Regions from separate parts of the Sus scrofa genome. Here region 1 is linked to region 2. Evidence: chromatin contacts called from public Hi-C data. All regions are on one chromosome and are shown on one strand. Each heading gives the region's core, a stretch centred on a gene start, on an enhancer-like site or on the middle of the called end of the contact. The rest is flanking DNA. Distances are from core to core; before and after follow the strand shown.

Region 1 (3,956 bases), core at 60-2,559, 340 kb after region 2:
CAGGAAAAAAGTCATTAAAAGTGTTTTGAAGGAAAAGTTCAGGATGCAATAGGAGCTAATGGTCAATTACCCAGCCAGTGGCTCACTCTGATTGTTTTATTTTTCTTTCATTTCAAACTTGAAAAGAGAGAAAGTGAGGGTACAGACTACAGTAAATGATGGTGTGTATGCATACATATCTTCCAGGAAGAACATTATTCAAATAATTGAGGTTCATTCTCTTAGTCCACCACCCTGGAGGGTTTTTTTATGTGTCTACCAGTGGTAGTCACGATTCAGACCACGCAACCCCCCCATCCAAATCCTCAAAGAGTAGGGAGAATTGTGGAAGGGATGACAATGTGGAGATGGGATGGATTCAATTTTTCACCTTTCAAAGGAGTAATAACTAGTTGGCAAGCCCTTTCTGAAGAAGAGAAAGTCAGAGGAAAGAGCAGGGTAAGAAAGCCATAGCCAGGGTTTCCGTTGTGACTCAGCGGGTTATGAACCCAACTAGTATTGGACCTAGGTTACATCCCTGGCCTCCATCAGTGGGTTAAGGATCCTGCATTGCCGTGAAGGTATGAGGCTCAGAACGGGCATTGCTGTGGCGGAAGACAGCAGCTGAAGCTCTGATTAGACCCCCAGCCTGGGTACTTACCCTAAATTTTTTTAAAAAAGCAAGCAAGCAATAGCTTTGTGAAGAGCAGAGTTCAGGGTCTAATTCCTGTTGCCTTATCAGCCTCCGATTGTACCTGCAGGGAGAGCTGATAAAATCAAACGAGAACACTGCTGGGGAACTGGAGCGCCTTGGCAACTTTACACTCACCTGGAAAATGTCTGGATAAATTACAGTGGGTCAGGGAAGGGAAGTTGTCAATTGCAGTCCTTTCAGAAGTCTCAAATCTTTGTAGATATTGAGTTGTGTTGTTTACCCCCCGCCCCCGCCCCACTGAGTTGGCACCAATTCATTGAGGAAAGATGTCTTGTGAATGGGGCTGAGAGCTGGGGGAAGGATTAAAGGACTAGGATTTTTTTTTCTTTCTTTCTTTTTTTTTTTTGGCCGCCTCTCAAGGCATGAGTAAATTTCCAGATCAGGGTTGGAACCACCGTCACAGCAGAACCCAAGCTGCAGTAGTGACAACATCGGATCCTTAACCTGCTCCACCACAAGGGAAGTCCAAGGACTAGGATCTTAAAATGAGATAGCCATCTGTACTTGTCACAGTTTAAAATATGTTGATGGTCCAGACCTTTGTGGAAAAGATTTCAGAGCGGCCGTTAGCCTTTCCCAAAGCTGCATTTCTTTCTTTTTAATTAGGATAGGTAGCATCCCATTTAGAGGGCTAAGGTAGCATCCCGCTCTGAGGCTAAGCCTCTTGTTGGCTGGCGGAGGCCGAGAGGCGCGTGTGTGGGGTCGCCCCAGCTCCGCAGCCTGGGCAGGCTGGCACGAATCCCGCCCGCGCGCGGCGCTCAATTCCGAGCCCGCTGGGAGCGCGCGCACACAGGACCGAAACGCGCGCTCCCGCCCCTTTCGCGCGCGCCCTCCCCGCCGCGCCCCCGCCCCACGCACCGGTCCTCCGCGCCCCAGCGCTCCCTGCGCTCCCACAGCCCGTGTGCCGCTCAGCTGACCCGCGGGCGCCAGACGCCGCGGCTCCCAGCTTACGAGAGCAGCTGCGGCGGCGCAGGCCTCTCCCGGCGACACTCCCCCTGTGCGCCCCTCCCCCACCCGTCACTGGGATCCCGAAGGATTGGGCGCGAGCTCGCGGCCGCTTTCCCGGCGCCGAGCGAGGAGCGAGGCTGCGGTGACGAGCAGTGGCTGCGCCGCCATGGGCGCGCCCGGGTCGCCCTAGGACGGGCGCGCGGAGACCGAAGCCGGAGCGGCAGCCTCAGCAGCTAGCCCTCCCGAGCTGCGGCGGCGGCGGCGGCGGCGGCGGCGGCGGCGGCGGCTGGAGCAGCGCCGCCGGGATGAGCGGCAGCGGCGCGGCGCCCGGTCCGGGCTCGGGCTCCTCCCCGGCCGCCTGCCGCTTTGCGCACTACTTCGTGCTGTGCGGGATCGACGCGGACAGCGGGCTGGAGCCTGACGAGCTGGCGGGTAAGGCCGGGCTGCGGCGGCGCCGTGTACTCCTCAGGGACGCGGGGGACGCTGCGAGGACGCGCGGGAGGCGGGGTACGGGCTTCAGACAAAGTCAGCTCCCGGCGGCGCTTGCTCTCCGGCCGGCGGGGTTCTGGGGCCGCGATTTAATGACATTGTTATTTATTCCGCGTGCAGGGTGCGCTGCTGAGCCCTCGGGCGTCCGCCCAGGGTTTCGCCTGGCGGGCGCGGGGTTATTAATAACAGTCGCGGGGGCAGGGGAGGGGGCGGCTCCGAGGGCACGGCCTGGGCCGAGCATGCCGGCCCCCTCGCCCGCAGCTGCTCGCGGAGGCAGCGGGTGAATCACCGGGCGCGTGAACTCCCGGCTTCGCTGCGCTCCCGTGGCTCACCCCCCGCGCCGCCCGCCGCCCCGGCTGCGAAGTTTCAGCCCCGGCACGTGACGCGGCGCCCGGGCCCCCTCGGAGAGGGGGCGTGGGAGACCGCGGGGCCGCGTCCCCCCAGGCGGCAGTGACCCGCGGGGCGAGCGCCAGGCTGGAGGCTAGTTGGATTTCATCCTTAACTGTTCCCGGTCTGCGCCGCCTCGGGTTCTGCGATGACGGTCGAGTCACCTTTTGGAATCCTGTCGTTTTGGCAGTGTCGCAGGAGCTGTCGACGATCTTTGGACGCTTGGGACCCGGCATGATGCCTTGTTGATACTGCTTACACTGTTCCGAGTTTAAGTAGTTGAATATAATTCCCCTCAGTTGGGTGCACCGTGTGTTGCTGCCTGGGCTTTCCTGGAGGGGCATAGGTCGGTCCTCTCGACTCTTTTGATGGCGCAGTGCAGGGCTGAGCTGGGGATCGGAGATGGGAAAAGAGGCGGTTAAAGGATGGTGGTGGAGGGGGCGGGGGTGAGTGCGCAGTGTTGGGAGGAGGCGGGAGAAAGGACTGATTTTATTTTTCACGCCTGTTTCTTTCTGCTTGTCTTCTTGGGATCTGAATCTGGATTTTTTTTTTTTAAACGGGTGAGACAAGTGACATCTACCGCCTGAACTTTATCTGTGTCAGTGTTTAAACACTTAGGTCATAGCTTTTCAGAACAGCTTCTTTTGGACATAGCATTCCTTCTTGAGTGCACCAATGTGTCTTATTATTTTTTTCTTTTCTTTTTGGAGGGGGTACTGGAAAGAGTGTATTAAGTAATAAACAATAGTAAACAAAACTGTTCAGCCTTAAGGTACAATACCCATCAGTCCACCCCTTAGCTAAGTGAATATGTTGTTAGTTTCACAGCAAAACATTTTCAACCAAAACTATGTCTAGTTTTACTTAAATTTTTTTTTTTTGGAGAGGAGGAATGAGTACCAGGTTTTCCTGTATGTGTAACTATATAATCATGTTATTTTTTCAGTTAAGATTTCATGTACATATTAAGAATGGCTTTGTTAAGTGCTATGAAGTTAAAACAAAAAAAAGGTTTGCAGAGGCGTTGGAGGGATTCCTCTTTTGGGATTGATGAAGGGACTATTTTATTTTTGTAGAATCCCCCTTTTCCCTAACATTTCCCCAAGCTCTCGTGGCACAGGGTCACTTGGAGACCTTCTGTCAGTGGTGACTGATGACTAGAAAAAGCCTGTGTTTTTTCCTTCTTTATTTCAAGTCTATATGCCTAGTAAAACTAAAATGACACTTGTAGGTGTGGCCTGGGACTCTTTAGACATCCTGCAAATGGCTTTAACAAAATTGAACAGTAAAAAAAAAATGTTAATGCAATTTTTTAGATACAAACTGGCTTATTATGCAGTAGTATGTGTGGGTGATTGTTTGGGCTTTCTGCTTCTCATAATACTTGGTGTTTTGGAGTTCCTGTCGTGGCTCAGTGGTTAACAAACCCAACTAGCAT
Region 2 (3,701 bases), core at 462-2,961:
GACCACATAGAAAACAATCTTAAGCAAACCTCTTCCTCAGTAACTTAGACCAACCACCTCATCATCATCTCCCATTCCTTATCTTGTAAAGATCAACAATTCCCCCCTGCTACGCCAACATTACTTCTCAAGCTTTGTGAAACTCACTGTATCCTGTAATTGAACATTTAACCAATGCTGATCCAATTTAATTAATAATTTTGTTTCATAACAGATACATTAGAATAAACTTCTCAGAGATGGCACACTTACCTTTAAATAGTTACTCCTTCATTATTTTGTATATTCCCATTTCCTTCCAAACATGTCAGTACCTGCATACAGTGTTTACTTCTTTGGTCCTAGGGACAGCAAGAAACATTTTATATAACTGTAGTTTAATATAAAACTTACACTTTATTTATATAAAACTCACTTAAACTTACAATAAAAAATACACGCTAAAAGTTTTACCGTGTATTTTTATTAGCGATGGGACAGTACTGTGCAAAACTGTGTTCCTTAAAGCTGTACCAAAAGCACACTAAGTTTACTGATTTTTTTTCTAAAAGGGTAAAGTAACAAAGAAACCAGGTCTGCCCTAAAATACCTTCACTTTTTAAGTGAGAATTTATGTGCGCTCCTCCTGGCCCATTATTATCCTATTATTTATTCTAAAACACTTTTCTTCATTGGATTAGTAAATGAGAATCCGGCCGCACTGGGAAAAAAACCCAAAAACAAAAAGTAACTAATTCATAAATGTTCACATCCAATAAAACTTCAATTGATTTACAATGAACAGGTGAATCAGGGAAAATCCGCAAACAAGCCCTGCGACCCGCCTATTAAAATGCACGCAGGCTCATTCACATCACCTGCAAGTTTCTTTATTTCGAAAGTAGGCACTTAGAGTATTACAAATAAATTGTTTTCACTGAAACGATTCCCTGAAAGCCTGCTGCTGAACTCGGGTCCCTAAGGACATCTGCTTCGGCAATTCCAGTCCCTGGAGAACATTTAAAATCCGTGCGCATTTATGCATTTAAAAATGCCTCGAGGAACTAACTTCCTCAGGAGCAGAAAGCATCCCCGGCATAATCGCGTTCGCGGGCCACTTGGAGACGTAACCTGAGCAATTCAGTTTTAGGAGGTTCAGGATAATGGGGGGCGGGGAGTAAAGGATCATTCGAGAAACACATACAAAACAAAAAATTTCTTTCCAAGCCGGAGACAGGAAACAATTAAAAACATCAGCTACTCTCACATCCACCAGCCTGACCAATCATCTTGGAGTTTAAGAAAATGCGTCCTCGCGGTCGCCACCCGCTACCTCTACCATGAGGAGTAAGGTGATCCACAGAAAACACCCGGCGAGGCGCCGCCCTCCCGGTCGCGCTCGGCGTCCTCTACTGCTCCGAGGCCGCCCGCGCCGCGGGAGGGCAGCGGGCCGCGGCCGGCGGGCCAGCCGAGCTCTGGGCGGTGGCCAGAGGGGCGCGCGAGCCGCGGGCCGAGGCCCAAGTCTCCCCCGCCACCACCAGCCCCGACTGCTACCCAGTCCCCGCCGCAGAACAAAAGCGCTCCCCGCCGCGCGCCCAGCCCCCGCCCCTGGGCACTTCGGCCCCCGGAGCCCCGCGCCCGGCCGAGGACCAGAGAATAGGAACGAGTGGCGGCCGGGAACCAGGTCTCTCACTTACCGATGGGCGCATAAACCAGCCAGAGCGAGCTGGGAGGACGCGTCTGCGGAGCGGCCCTGGAGTTTAAGTCAACTCGGGTCCGCCTCCAGGGGCGTGTCGAGCTGGAGGCCGGGCTCCCGGAACAGCTGGACTCCGCCCTGTGCGCAAAGGCAGCTGAGAGACCCGGTCCCCCGCGCAGCGCTGTGGTCCTAGTGCCACTCAGATGAAGTAGAGTCCGGGCCATCCCGGCTCACCAGTCATCTCCCGAGCTTGCAAAACATGTTCACGTTATCTGACGAAGAAAACTTCTCCAGCAGTGGCCCTCCGCCTTTAGCTTGCATTAGAATCTCGCGAAGGACTTGTTAAAAGGGTACTGAAGAGCATCACCAGCAAAACTGCCAATTCAGTAATTCTAACTCCGCGCTGAAAATGTATGTTTCTAACAAGGGAGATCATCCATTAATGCAAAGGACCCTTCTGAAAAAAAGGTAATAGGCTCTTTTTCTAGGAGGATTTTGATAGGAGAAAGTTGTGAAAATGAAGGGAAACCTCACCAAAATGAAGTTGGGAGGCCAGAAGAGGGAGCTCTCATGCAGTAAGTATCTCTCCATGTTAATTATAGAAAAAATTATAGGAAATTATAGGAAAAATTGTCAATTATAAGTCCAAACAGGAAAAGATGTACCCTTGGATCTCATTCAAGAAATAGAGCACTGGAGTTCCCGTCGTGGCTCAGTGGTTAAGGAATCCTCTAGGAACCATAAGGTTGGGTTCAATCCCTGGCCTTGCTCAGTGGGTTAAGGATCGCGCGTTGCTGTGAGCTGTGGTGTAGGCTGCAGACACGGCTCTGATCCCGAGTTGCAGTGGCTCTGGCGTAGGCTGGCAGCTACAGCTCCAATTAGACCCGGAGTCTTGGAACCTCCATATGCCACAGGTGCGGCCCTAGAAAAGGCAAAAATACCAAAAAAAAAAAAAAAAAAGAAGAAGAATAGACTACTGATACTAGAATCCAGGTTCTCATTCATGAAGTCAAAGAATGAACTTGGAGAACACACAGGCAAACAAAAGTCTTCATTACAGGAAGGCAGACAGCTCCCAGCACAGACACTGGGAAGGGGAGGAAGAGTTACCATCCTCTGATTTTCTTTTGTTGTTGTTGTTGTTGATAAATTTACTTATTTATTTTAATGATTTTTTTTCCATTATAGTTGGTTTACAAGTGTTCTGTCAATTTTCTACTGTACAGAAAGTCACCCAGTCAGACATATATATATATGTGTGTGTGTGTGTGTGTATATACATTCTTTTTCTCACGTTATCCTCCATCATGCTCTATCACAACTGACTAGATGTAGTTTCCAGGGCTATACAGCAGGATCTCCTTGTTTATCCATTCCAAATGCAATAGTTTGCATCTATTAACACCAGATTCCCAGTCCATCCCACTCCCTCCCACTTGGCAACCATAAGTCTGTTCTCCAAGTCATGAGTTTCTTTTCTGTGGAAAGGTTCCTTTGTGCTGTATACTAGATTCCAGATGTAAGTGATATCAAATGGTTTTTGTCTTTCTCTTTCTGACTTTACTAAGTATGAGAGTCTCTAGTTCCATCCACACTGTTGCAAATGGCATTATTTTGTTCTTTTTTACAGCTGAGTAGTATTCTATTATATATGTATGTATCTCACATCATCTTAATCCGTTCATCTGTCAGTGAACATATAGGTTGTTTCCATGTCTTGGCTATTGTGAATAGGGCTGCAATGAACATACACGTGCACATGTCTTTTTCAAGGAAAGCTTTGCCCAGAGTGGGATTGCTGGGTCATTATGGTAGTTCTATATTTACCATCCTCCAATTTTCTAAGGACGTTTTATCTCTTAAAAGTTGGGTACTTAAAAATGAATAAAAAGTAATTTCTTCCTGATTCCCAAGAATATCCCTAAAGGCAGCATAAATAAAGATTTGAAACTGGAAAAAAAAAAAAGAAAGAAAAAAGACAGGGGTACCAATGTGGGTCCTGGATATCAGTCCTTCTCCCTGTTGG

The links. Hi-C and Micro-C count contacts between places; a contact is called where the count stands out from the background.
Region 1: a contact with region 2 is called in a Hi-C map of skeletal muscle, with 2.6 times the contacts expected there. The contact joins the promoter of DENND5B here to the promoter of KIAA1551 in region 2. A contact is called at or near these places in 2 of 47 Hi-C or Micro-C datasets (heart right ventricle and skeletal muscle).

The regions. Positions count from the first base shown.
Region 1 is chr5:42,641,367-42,645,322 of Sscrofa11.1, forward strand. DENND5B (DENN domain-containing protein 5B) reads left to right here and starts at 1,310. Exons shown (of 24, transcript XM_021092091.1): 1 at 1,310-2,074. The coding sequence starts at 1,948.
Region 2 is chr5:42,297,781-42,301,481 of Sscrofa11.1, forward strand. It overlaps KIAA1551 (KIAA1551 ortholog), which reads right to left and starts at 1,712. Exons shown (of 6, transcript NM_001243821.1): 1 at 1,677-1,712; 2 at 253-341. LOC100511509 (a long non-coding RNA gene) reads left to right here and starts at 1,849. Exons shown (of 3, transcript XR_001308761.2): 1 at 1,849-2,250.